Linked DNA regions of Mus musculus: region 1 is linked to region 2. Evidence: chromatin contacts called from public Hi-C data. All regions are on one chromosome and are shown on one strand. The core of a region is the stretch at or near the end of the contact, and the rest is flanking DNA. Distances in the headings are between cores, read along the strand shown.

The links. A called contact is a pair of places that touch in the nucleus more often than the background predicts.
Region 1: a contact with region 2 is called in a Hi-C map of uterus, with 2.7 times the contacts expected there. The contact joins the promoter of Barx2 here to the enhancer-like site in region 2. A contact is called at or near these places in 35 of 484 Hi-C or Micro-C datasets (LSK cells, the Patski cell line, Sertoli cells and 14 more), 13 of 115 datasets of contacts at active chromatin or transcription factors (astrocytes, craniofacial prominence, embryonic fibroblasts and 6 more) and 1 of 9 other capture datasets (embryonic stem cells).

What each region holds. Positions count from the first base shown.
Region 1 is chr9:31,910,998-31,916,277 of GRCm38.p6, reverse strand. Barx2 (BarH-like homeobox 2) reads left to right here and starts at 2,993. Exons shown (of 4, transcript NM_013800.2): 1 at 2,993-3,373. The coding sequence starts at 3,187. It overlaps Gm31497 (a long non-coding RNA gene), which reads right to left. Exons shown (of 3, transcript XR_379218.3): 3 at 5,080-5,265.
Region 2 is chr9:31,845,699-31,851,452 of GRCm38.p6, reverse strand. It overlaps Barx2 (BarH-like homeobox 2), which reads left to right. Exons shown (of 4, transcript NM_013800.2): 4 at 4,398-5,409. The coding sequence ends at 4,664. Among named protein-coding and RNA genes, the nearest start is that of Gm31497, 57 kb to the left of the region's middle. Within about 2 kb of position 2,137, at least 11 of the 459 cell types and tissues checked have an H3K27ac peak or open chromatin away from gene starts, as enhancers often do. A contact at or near this core is called in intestinal villus epithelium and uterus, where this site is marked.

The DNA of each region.
Region 1 (5,280 bases), core at 1,744-4,243, 64 kb before region 2:
CTTCCATACAATCATGTGTTCATGGCACATTCACTGAGAAGCGACCATGTGTCAGGCACTATATGATGGTAGGGGGTGAATAATGTTCAATAAGGCATCGGCCATCAGGAATTCACTATCCATCGGGTGAAATAAACAAAGAGCACACTGACAGAACTGCTGGGATAGGGGCAGGAACAGTAAAGGACAAGCTTAGGGATGAGACGAGGCTGCTCGAGAGGAGGTTGTATTTGGATGTGTCTCTGGTTTTTCTGGGCAAAGAAGAGAGGGGAGGGGTGGCAGAGCATTCCAATTAAAGGCAAGGCTTGTAAAAGGCCAACCCTGTGAAGTAGAAATTAGGATTACCGTTTGGAAATGAAAAGCCAAGGTCAGTTTAGGGAACGAATACCAGACAGCCAAAGACTCTAGGCTCCAAGATTCAGGGCTGCTTATTCCTTCCTTCAGCGGGAATTTGTTCTTCCAGTCCCCTTCCTTCCTTGTAGGGGGGGGTAAAAAAGAGAGAGAAAGTTTGTAAGGCACCGATGGGGGATGCTCTCTACTTCTTTGGCTATCAAAATTCACTAGCTTTCAAGCCAAATTGACAGGAGGGTTTAAGTGAATTTTGTGCCTGAGGCTCTATGGGAAGAAGGGAGCAGTAAGACGACAGAATGAGGCCCCACTTGGAAAGACTTGTCATGGGGCCAGTCCATTCCTGCAGACTGGGCTAGGAGTTCAAGCACTTGGTCTGTCTAAGAGCTTCCCTGGGTACGGGTTCACAAATGCCACTCCTGACTCGAGTTTGGAGAGAGAAAAGGTGGAGAGGGAGAAAGAAAGGGAAGAAGAAAAAGAAACAAGCATGCATTATGGGGGGAAGAACGGAACGAAGGGCAGAAGTAAGGAAAGAGAAAAAGGAGCCCAAACTTAGAAGCCCCAAAGGCGAGTACCAACGAGGGAAAGGGAGAAATGAGAGGGGTAAAAAGAGGGAAGAGCCAAGAGAAAGAAAGAAAAAAGGTTGAAGGACAGGAGTGCAGGACAGAGACAGGGTTACCGATAGTGAGACCCAGAGCGCACGCCTTCGCGAGACCACTCCGGAACCTGCTAGCCTAAGCGCAGCGGCACGCTCAAGCTCCGGCCCTGAGGCCATTCGGATGCCGGGCTCCGAGCGCTGCAAGCCGGTCTCCCTGTCGCCTCCGTCAGACTCAATTCCCGCCAAGCACTTAGTTTCTTCGTGGCTGCCTATGGTGCGGCATGGCACTGTACGGGTGACTCAAGAGAGCAGCGCCTCAGGATTAGCACGGCAGCGAGTGTTGCGCTGGGTCCCTGGCCCCTGGCTCCTCGCGTAGCGGGTCGAGGCGACCGGTGGCGCACCCCGACAGGTCCTAGGCCCTCCGTCCTCCACAGCAGATAGTCCACAGAGTCCAGGGATAAAGGCAAGGACCTCAGCCTCTGGGGTACCTAGCTGCAGTGCTGGCTACCTATGTCTGGTACAGCAGAAATAAAAGCAATCTCAAGAGTTAAGAAGGAAAGAGAAATCAGGCAGAGGCAGACACACGAGAAATAAAAATCATTAATACGAGCTGATGCCCACAGCAAACGCTCGACTATGATTCAGTCTATTAATGCCTATTTTCTTTAAGTGTTTAATCATTAGTTCAGCAAGTTTGTTCCTTAGCGAGTTTAACCACCGGCCCAGGTGCGCGTCCCGACTTGCTTCCGCGGCTAACCATGCTCGGAGCGCGTAGCCACGGGATCAGTCGCACCGTGCGAGCGTCAGGCAAACACCATCGGCTGTTTTGTCCCAAATTCTGTGTCCCCGCTGTCCGTTTCTTTTCCAGCTTGCGCACACCACTTCAGGGGCACAGTCTTGGGGGCTGGGAGTGCACCCGGAGGTCGTTTCCCACGGCCGGCCGGCCGGCTGGAAGAGTCACTGACAGCAGGAGCTGTCCTAGGCGCTTAGGTGCGGGCCGGACGCTCTAACGCAAGGATTGTGGTTAGGAACAAAGTTCGTACAGACATTGGTAGGAACAGATTCTGAGATTAGGACGCTAGGAAGAAAGAGGCAAACCATCCCCCAATACCAGAAGTGTGTTATACCCCGGAATGGAAAGCGGGATTGGGCACTAGGAAAAGCCAGAATTTGGGCTAACTTTGGAAGGGCCGCGGGCACGTCGCGATCCCGCTGTTTTGGCCCTTTCTGGCAAAAGAAAACCGTTGTATGAACAGAATTTAAACACACACTCACACACACCACATTACTACCCTAGTTTATAATTGGGATAACGGAGTGTGCTAAATTCATTTGTAGTTTGGGGTCGTAGTGAGGCAATCAAGTTTGCAACCTTGGAGCAAATGCCCCACCTCGGGAGCGCACGGCTGCAGCGCGGGCTTCGGAGCTGTGGGCTGGGTTGAGAGAGGACACTGTGGTTTAGGGAAATGGCCCAGCGGGGACAAGTGAGGCTCGGTGGTCGTCGGAAAGCGCGCGCTCTGGAGCCCGGAGCTTCGCGATTCTGGATGAAGATGCCACTGCTTTATGGCAAGAGGTGTGGACATAGCTGCCTATAGGGTTGCGGGGGCGGAGGGGCGGGAGCGGTGCCCCCTTTAGCAGGACTGGCGCTAAGGGAGGACAGAGGGGCGATGCGACTCGGAAAAGTGGCGGCTAGACTCCTGAGTCCCTGGAGAAGGAGGCGCGCGCCCGCAGTCCTGCGCGTGCACACACACACACGAGCGCGCGCACACACCCGTACACACACCTGGAGCTGGGGGAGGGGGAAAGGAGAACCGGAGCGAGTGTCTTAAAATAGAGCCGCCTGGGGAGCGCTCGACTCTCGGATCGGCGGGAGGCAGCGGGCAAGAGCGGTCGGACCCGGGGTGCGCAGGTCAGCACCCCAGCCGCACGGGCGCGCAGGGGCGGGGTAGCGGCCGACGCCCCTCGGCTCGCGCTCCGCACCTGGCCCTGCAGGAAGTGCGCGCTGATTGACAGCTGCGGTGTCCCAAAAAGGCTGTAGTCAAAGATGCTGCTCGGCGGGTGGGTGTAGACGCAGCAGGCGCGCCCGTGCCCTCTCTGCTTTGCGCGCCTCCCCGGGCCCCGCCGCCCCTCTGGCTGCCGAGGAGCGGGGCTCAGGCCCCAGCCAGCGAGCCACCTCCTGCGGTCCCGGACGGCCAGGCGCTCGCCGCGCTCAGGTCGCCAGGCTCTGGTCCCGGCTCACCATGCACTGCCACGCGGAACTGAGGCTGAGCTCACCCGGCCAGCTCAAAGCAGCCAGGCGGCGCTACAAGACTTTCATGATCGATGAGATCCTCTCCAAGGAGACCTGCGACTACTTTGAGAAACTTTCCCTCTACTCTGTGTGCCCGTCGCTGGTGGTGCGACCCAAGCCCCTGCACTCTTGTACCGGTAAGACAACCGCTGGGCGATATAGTGGGCTGCTGTACTTTTGCCCGTGTGCGGTCGCCTCTGCTTTCCAACCTGAGAGCCAGAGGGACCAAAGGATTCTTTTCCTGCGTCCTTGCAAGAACAGACTCGCCCGCCAGTGGTGGGCATTCAAAAGCGTTTGCAACCGGGCCTGGGCAGGTACTGCTCCCTGGATGGGAGATGAGTTAAGACCAAGTGGTCCTTGGAGTGAGACGCCAATGTAGCATAACTGTCCTGGCTTCTTGGAGAAAGCGTCCTTCTCCCTGGCACTACCGGGGGTTTTAGTGAGAAACTTCAAACACTTGAACAGATTCAGTGCCTAGGCGGTTTCACGCAGTGAGCTTGTCAGTTTCAACTTTAATTTGGTGGTCTCATCTTTCACCTAGAGTTAGATTGCCCAGCCTCTTTTGTAATTTTACAGGTAAATCGGTTTCATGGGCTTCAAAATAAACTTGTGACTACATCAAACTTTACTTAAAATGATTGCCCTCAGGAAAGTAGTTTTGGGCTGTGCTGAGTTTTGACACAAGCAGAAAGGATAAACCCCTTGTTTGTTTTAAGTGACTAAAACCAACACTAGTAACAGTTTTTTTAAAAAAAAAAAAACCCTCAAACCTGGTTTCCTCTGTCCACAAAAACTAGACCAATAGGAAGGAAACAGAGAATTTAGTAATTACATTGAAAAAGTAGATCTGTAGGAAATCAATCCAAAGACATTTAAAACAGGGTGTACATTTAGAGAAGCTCTGGGTTTCAAAGTTCCCTGGCAGATGGGGATCAGGCTACAAAAAAGTTAGGTGGAGCTAAAACAGTTGAAAATATTTTCAAGGAAGTTCTTGACTGTGCTTTCCACTGAGAGCAAACAAGTGCTTTGGGCCTTTGGTTCTGTGCTTGCTGTATGACTGCCATGAAACAAACTCACGAAATTATAATTGGAAAAATGGAAGTGTGTGCCCACTGCAGTGGTTCCCAGACTTCTTTTCTGAACTTCGGGGATAAAAAGCTGCTAAATGTAATACTTGGAATTCCATCTCTCCCACGGTCCAGCCATGCTAGTCACTAAGTCTAAATAATAAATATGGGGAGAGGTTTTTCCCAAATCAAGTTACTCCTACATTTGGCCATAAAATGAATATTTCACTTCTTTCAGCAAGGTAGTTTTAGACTTGATATCCCACAACAAGCCTTGTAATACTGAATTTTATAAACAAGAAAATAATCAAGGTATACATTAAATAGATTTGAGAAACAAGATAGAGGCCCACCCTGCTGGCATTTTGTCTGCTATATATGTAGAGTCTCCAATGAGTCATCTGTGAATGTTTGGGGCTGGAGAAGTAGGCTAAATCTTCTCTTTGAGAACATTTATTTGCCACAACAATAAAATCCCAATGAGGACCCCCCCCCGTGACAATTCTCATTGTACCCCGTTGAGTCTCGCTACCCAGAAGATAGGTTCAGTTCCTGAGGGACCCAGGGCCCTGTTTAGTACCTGCTGCCTTTCAGGGGCTTTGATGTAATTCTAAGGCCACTTTCCATGGCTTGTGGGAGTCACAGAGTTGGGTCATGCAAGAAAACATGCTGGAAAAAGAGAGGGAGAAAAAGGCCCAGAAAGTTTTCACGTAGTCAGTCCAGGCTAGTTCCATGATTTATGGAACCTTGGGTGGGAAATAAAACAGGCACACTGCAATGATTCAAAGGCAGTTTTGTGAGCAATAAAGGTGAGTTGACATGGTCGCAGGCTTGTCCTGTGTTCCTAGAAGTTCTTGGTTTGCTGCAGGAGAGGTTATTTGCGGTGGTTTTCTTGCCTTCTTTTTCCATTCTTCCCCCTGGATCGTTTCTTTCAAAATGTGCTTGATTTGCTGTAGTTGAGACTTAAAATATAGAAA
Region 2 (5,754 bases), core at 888-3,387:
ACTTAGTGAAGTTAACGCTTTATATGCTAATTAAAAATATCAATTAAAACACAGGGAACATAAAAATACTTTCAGTTGAGTCGTTGAGACAGACCTGAAAGCTAAGTTATACCGAATAGTCAGGGAAACCGAGGAAGGGTGGACATGCTGCCTCCGGAGCAGAGAAGAGGAGGTAGGGCTGTGTGGAAGAGGTGCCTGTAAGCTGGTTTCAGTGGATGGATGGCAGTGTGTCTAGCAATGGTGGGGAATGAGCTTCAGGCAGAAAGAAGGGGCAGAAGGAACTTCAGAATGGCGGGAGCCACACACAAGGCATGGCGTGCAGTTGAGTGTTGAGTTCAGACTCCCTCAGAACAGCAGGGCATTGTTGAGCTCTGGATTGCCTCATATATTTCCCTGCTAAAAACTCTTTCAAGGCTATCTCTTCAGGTACTGAGAAGGAAAGAAAAAGATAATTGGGTAATAAAGATGTCTCAAGGCTAGTAACCTAATTGGAACTGGAAAAAGATTAGCATTTGATTCTCAGACTTACTCTCGAGGCTGCCAAGGACAAAGCTGCCAAGAGCCAGATAGGATCTCTAACTAGTTTTGACTGGTCAGCATGTGTAACCTATAGCGGGTTGAGTAAATTTAACTTTGCACATGAGATGGGATGCTTATCCCATATTCTGTTTTTGGAGATCCACAGCATTTGTATCAGGCCGATAATGTCTCACTTTTCAGTGGTCTGCAGTATTAACGCTCAGTTCTCTTCTGAAAGCGGACCCAACCGCACTCCAGAATGTGGAAAGACTATGGTGTCACACGTGGGTGTCACTTGATTTTACATTGTTTCCAGAGAGTGAACAGTTCAGGGAAACTGTTACCAGTTATGACCCTGGACAGGTTACTGTATGTCTCTTTGGTAAAGTCTCACATCTACTTCACAGAGTTGTGCTATCTGAAATGCCACCTACAAATACCTAGGCTAGTGCTTGCCACATGGGATGCTGAGAAGGGAATTTTAGCTATTGTGGATTTTAGTGTTTATTGTCAACAAAATCCATGTTTTCAAAGAATCTAAACTTTTAGAGGCCATGATAGGAAGGTGAAAGTGAATTTCTACAGGCTTCTAGGACCCCCCTCAAGTTCTCTTTCAGTCGAGAGGAGTCCTGAGTACATGGACCATGGGGTCATCAGGCTGGGACAAACAGCAAATGTGATTGGCAATGCTATGGGAGAGATTCATGTCGGAGAGCCCAGACTTTTATCTCAGCATCATCGATTCAGTGGTCCCAACTGTGCTGGAGAGGAGAGGGGAGAGAAAAACAAACGGTCCCCAAGTTCACAAGCCTGGCTTCTGGTAGGAGAGTGTGGACAAATAGGGAACAGAATGGTCAGTGGTGAGTTTTATGAGCTCCTATACATTAAGCAGAAAGAAATGCTGGTAAGGATGCTAGATTGGAGACGTTTGGAGTCTTACATTTAAGTCCAGCGCCCCCCTTGGCTCGCCTTGATCCCTGCGAACACTTTCTGTCTGGAAGGGGGAAGTAAAGAAGATGCACCCTTCTTACTGTCATCCTATTCTCTCAGAGGTAACTGCCTGAACCCCATCTCAATACCTCAGGAAGAAAGCAAGACGAGCCATCTTGACATCTTCATCCATGTTCAAATGCCTAGATGTAGGGTCCGGAGGAGGACTGCAGATCAATGGGGCTAATGAAGTGCCACACCCTAGGTGTTTTTGTGAGAGACAGAGAGAAGCACATGACCTCATGCCCAGTGGGTTGCCTGGCCTCTCTGGACTAAGGAACAACCTGTGTCTAGGAATCGGTGGGGAAGCAAGCCCCTGGAGAGGGCTGCAGGGTGCTTGTGAGTGTGCAGGCCTGGTGCAGGGCGGGTTCCGGATAATTGCACGTCTCAGGTGCGCTGGGAGGCAGGGGGCCAGAGGTCGATGGGGAAAGCAGCCAGGAGGGTAGTTATCTCCTAATTATTGCTTGCACTGGAATGTTTTATTCCATTTAGAAAATGGTCTGATTGTTTTGACTTTTTTTTTTTTTTTCATGCTGTAGGAAAACAGCCAGGTGGGGTAGATCCAAGCTGTGTGGGTGGTGTTCTGTAATTGCTGGGCTGGACTTTCTTTTGCCAATTAGATGGCTTCCTGAGACCTGCCCTTTTCTAACTTGATTACTGCATGGAGCAACTGCTTTTTGTATAACCTCTTTCATACCCAGTGGAACTGCTTTCAACAGGAAGATTCTGTCTTGGCACAGTCAGGCACTTTCAAAAGCATTGACATCAAGATCAGATACTGACATACCCAAGAAGGAACACACGGGTGTCTTCTCTCCAGAGTTAGTGTCTATACCTTGTTGAAGGTCACTTCATACCTCCCTTTGAGCTGTCTGGAGGGTTCAAATAAGTCAAGAAGAATTGCAGGTGGAAAGAGATGTTGGTTGAGACTATACAGTTTTCCTGGCTCTTGTACGCCAAAAATTAACTCAAAACAAATCACAGATCTACATAAGAACTAAAACCATAAAAGCCTTAGAAGAGAACATAAGTAAATATTCTTGGCTTAGGGTTAAACAATGCCTTTCTATGTACAACACAAAAATCGCTAGGGACAGAAAAATTAAGTTGGATCTTATGAGAATTAAAAACTTTTCTGCTGTGAAGGATACCATCACCAAGTGAAAAGACAAGAGAGAGAGAGAGAGAGAGAGAGAGAGAGAGAGAGAGGAAAAGAGAGCCCTCAGCATGGTAAGAGATATTTTTAAATGTTCTATCTGATAAGGGACATGAATTAGATTATTTTTAAGAATCTCTCATACTCTACTCTAAGGAGACAATTCAAACAGACAAATTGATGTGTGCATGGTCTGCCCTGAGATCATATGCACAAAAGAAGCAGTATACAGGTTGAGCAGGCTGTACTTGCATACTTATGTACAATGTATCTCAACAATTAAGAAAGAGAAGAAGGCCATGAATCTGAAAGAGAGACCAACATGGGGAGGGGTAGACGGGAGCAGTTGGAGGAAGGGAAGGAGGAAGTGATATCATTATCTTTAATTAGAATTTATTTTTAAAAAGATCACATGAAAAGCTGCTCAGCGTTGTTAGCCATTAGGGAACTGCAAATGAAACCCACACTGAGACCCTCCTTCGCACTAGCTAGGACGGCCATAATCAGGAAGGATTGATTACAAGCATTGGTGAGGAAGTGGAGACCTGGAATCCACATGCATGGTTGGTTGGAATGTCCAGTGGCACGGCTACATTAGCAAGAGTCCCCAGAATGTTAATCATAGAGTTGGCACACTCCATTTCTGGTACAGACCGGAAAGAGGCTCGAGCAGAAACTTGAAGCAGTGTCTATTCACCCATGCTCATGACAGCATTATTCACTGAGGAGCCTAAAGGTGGGTGTGATCTGAGTGTCTGTCAGCTGATAAGGGAGGGAGTCAGCAAACTGATACAGACATACGGTGAATATTACTTTCTGAATGTGCTAAAACATAGACGGACTTTAAGGATGCTGGGCCGAGTGAAGCAAAGCAAAGGCCACAGGTTATGGTTCTGCCTATGTGGAAAGACGGCTGATCACCGAGGTGCAGGGTGATGATTTGGTGCTAATGGGTATAAGGTTTCCATTGGCGATGAGGAAACATGATCCAAAATTGCACTGAGTGATAGCTGCCCAAGTTAGCAATTATGCTAAACATTGTTAAATTGGGCAGTTTAAATATATGAAGCATGAGTGCAAATTATATCTCAAAGCTGTTTTAATAAGAACTTAAGGCTTGATGAGTTACTGCACTCATTCTTGAAGTTCAGCCCAAGGAGGTCCTCTTCTGGTTTTGAAGAAGGAAACAGAGTCAATAAATACCCAGTGTCTACATAGAAAGGTCTTGGTCAGGAGAGATTTGTCCTTACGGAGCTTCTGTGCAAACGGAGAAGGGGAACAGTGAGTTGGAGATGTTCTCTAGTCTGGATCTAGAGTGGCCTCAAAGGTCCATGTGCAGGAAGAGGGCTCCATCCCTAGCCTGTAATGCTGTCAGCAGTGGAGGAAAGTTAAAGGCTTTAAGAAATAGAGCCCAGCGGAAGGAAGTTAGGTCATTGGAAAGTAGACACTGAGACCCCAGCTCCTCCTTTGTTTCTCTTTGCTTCCTGATCCCATGAAACCAGCAACTGGTTCCGTTCTTCCACGTGATAATCTGACTTCAGTGTATGTCCAAAAGTAGTGGGGCAACCATGAAGTAAAATCCTAACCCGTGAGGGAAAAATACATGTGGCCAAACCTTGTGGCTTTGCTCTCTGGAGGGAAACTACACATTGCTGTGTAAGGGTGGACCAGGAGCCGGGTGGAGGGATTTCATGGATTCAATAACTTTTCTTCCCCCCCCCCCCCCACATAGGTCCTTAAAGGTGGACAGGAAGCACCCACAAAACCTAAGGGGCGCCCTAAGAAGAATTCCATTCCCACATCAGAGGAGATTGAAGCTGAAGAGAAGATGAACAGCCAGGCTCAGAGCCAGGAGCTGCTGGAATCCTCGGAGAGACAGGAGGAGCCCTGTGATACCCAGGAGCCCAAAGCGTGCCTTGTCCCCTTGGAGGTGGCAGAACCTATTCACCAGCCCCAGGAGTTATCAGAAGCTTCCTCTGAACCCCCACCATTAAGCTAAAATAAAGTTCTTTGAGGGGAAGGGGGAGCTGGGAAGAAGGGAAGAGAGAGGCAAGGAGAATGAGGGAGAGAAGACCTCTAAAGACTAGTAACGTGGGTAGAGGAGCACTTCTGGTCTCCCACGTCCCAGCGTCATTTTCATCGGAAGCATTTGATGAAGACTCGATTGTGTGGGACTTAACCTTCTTGCAAGGCTGTGTTAGGCACAGATACCCTTCTGTAAGGGAGATAGCGCCTTGGATCTGATTGCCCAGGCTTGGGTGATAGCTGCAGGGCTGGCTACAGCAGCTCCGCTGGCCTGCAGCAAGGGCTGCTCTTCTCCCTCCTTGCTCTCCTCTGGGCAACAGGTCAGCCAAGCAGAGAGAGGTAGGTGGAAGTGCTCGGGAGACCTGCCCAGACTCCTTGCTGACTCGGCGCTTATTTCTGTAGTTTTAAGAGAATTGAATTTTTTTTTTTTTGAGGGTGGGGTCGGGTGGGGAAAGCTGTTAAAGGCAGACAAAAAAGAAGAAAAAAAGAAAAGAAAAAAAAAGGAGTTGGAGGGAGTTGTGAGTTACGAGGGACATCTCAGAGCCCTGCTTGTCTGTTTGGAGACCCCTGTGCCTTTGCGCCTTTATGAGACGGTCAGGTGCCGACAGACCTGATGGTCTTTGGCTTCCCTGCTTCGTGAAGTTGCCCTCCTGGAAGCTGCAAATGCAGATATGTTAAGATAACTTTTATTTTTTAATTAAAAATACATCTTTCAGGAGGATTGTCTTGTTTGCTTGTTCATTTGTTGGTTTGTTTAGAGAAGTGTCCGATGGAGAGAGAGGTAGTCACTCTCTTTGGATCTTTCTTTTCCCATCTACAAAGCAAAAGGCCGGGCCACACCACGAGCGCCTAAGGACGGGAGTCACTGAAGTGCTGCGGTGGTCACGAGCAGCTGGGCTGCCCCCACCAAGCTAATCCATGGCCAGCAGCTGCACAGATGGGGGCTTCAATTTTAAACGTTGTGTATTTTAAAAATATATACTTATTTATTTTATTTTTATGTGTGTGCGGACGTTTGTGTGTGTGTGTGTGTGTGTGTGTGTGTGTGTGTGTGTGTTGCATGT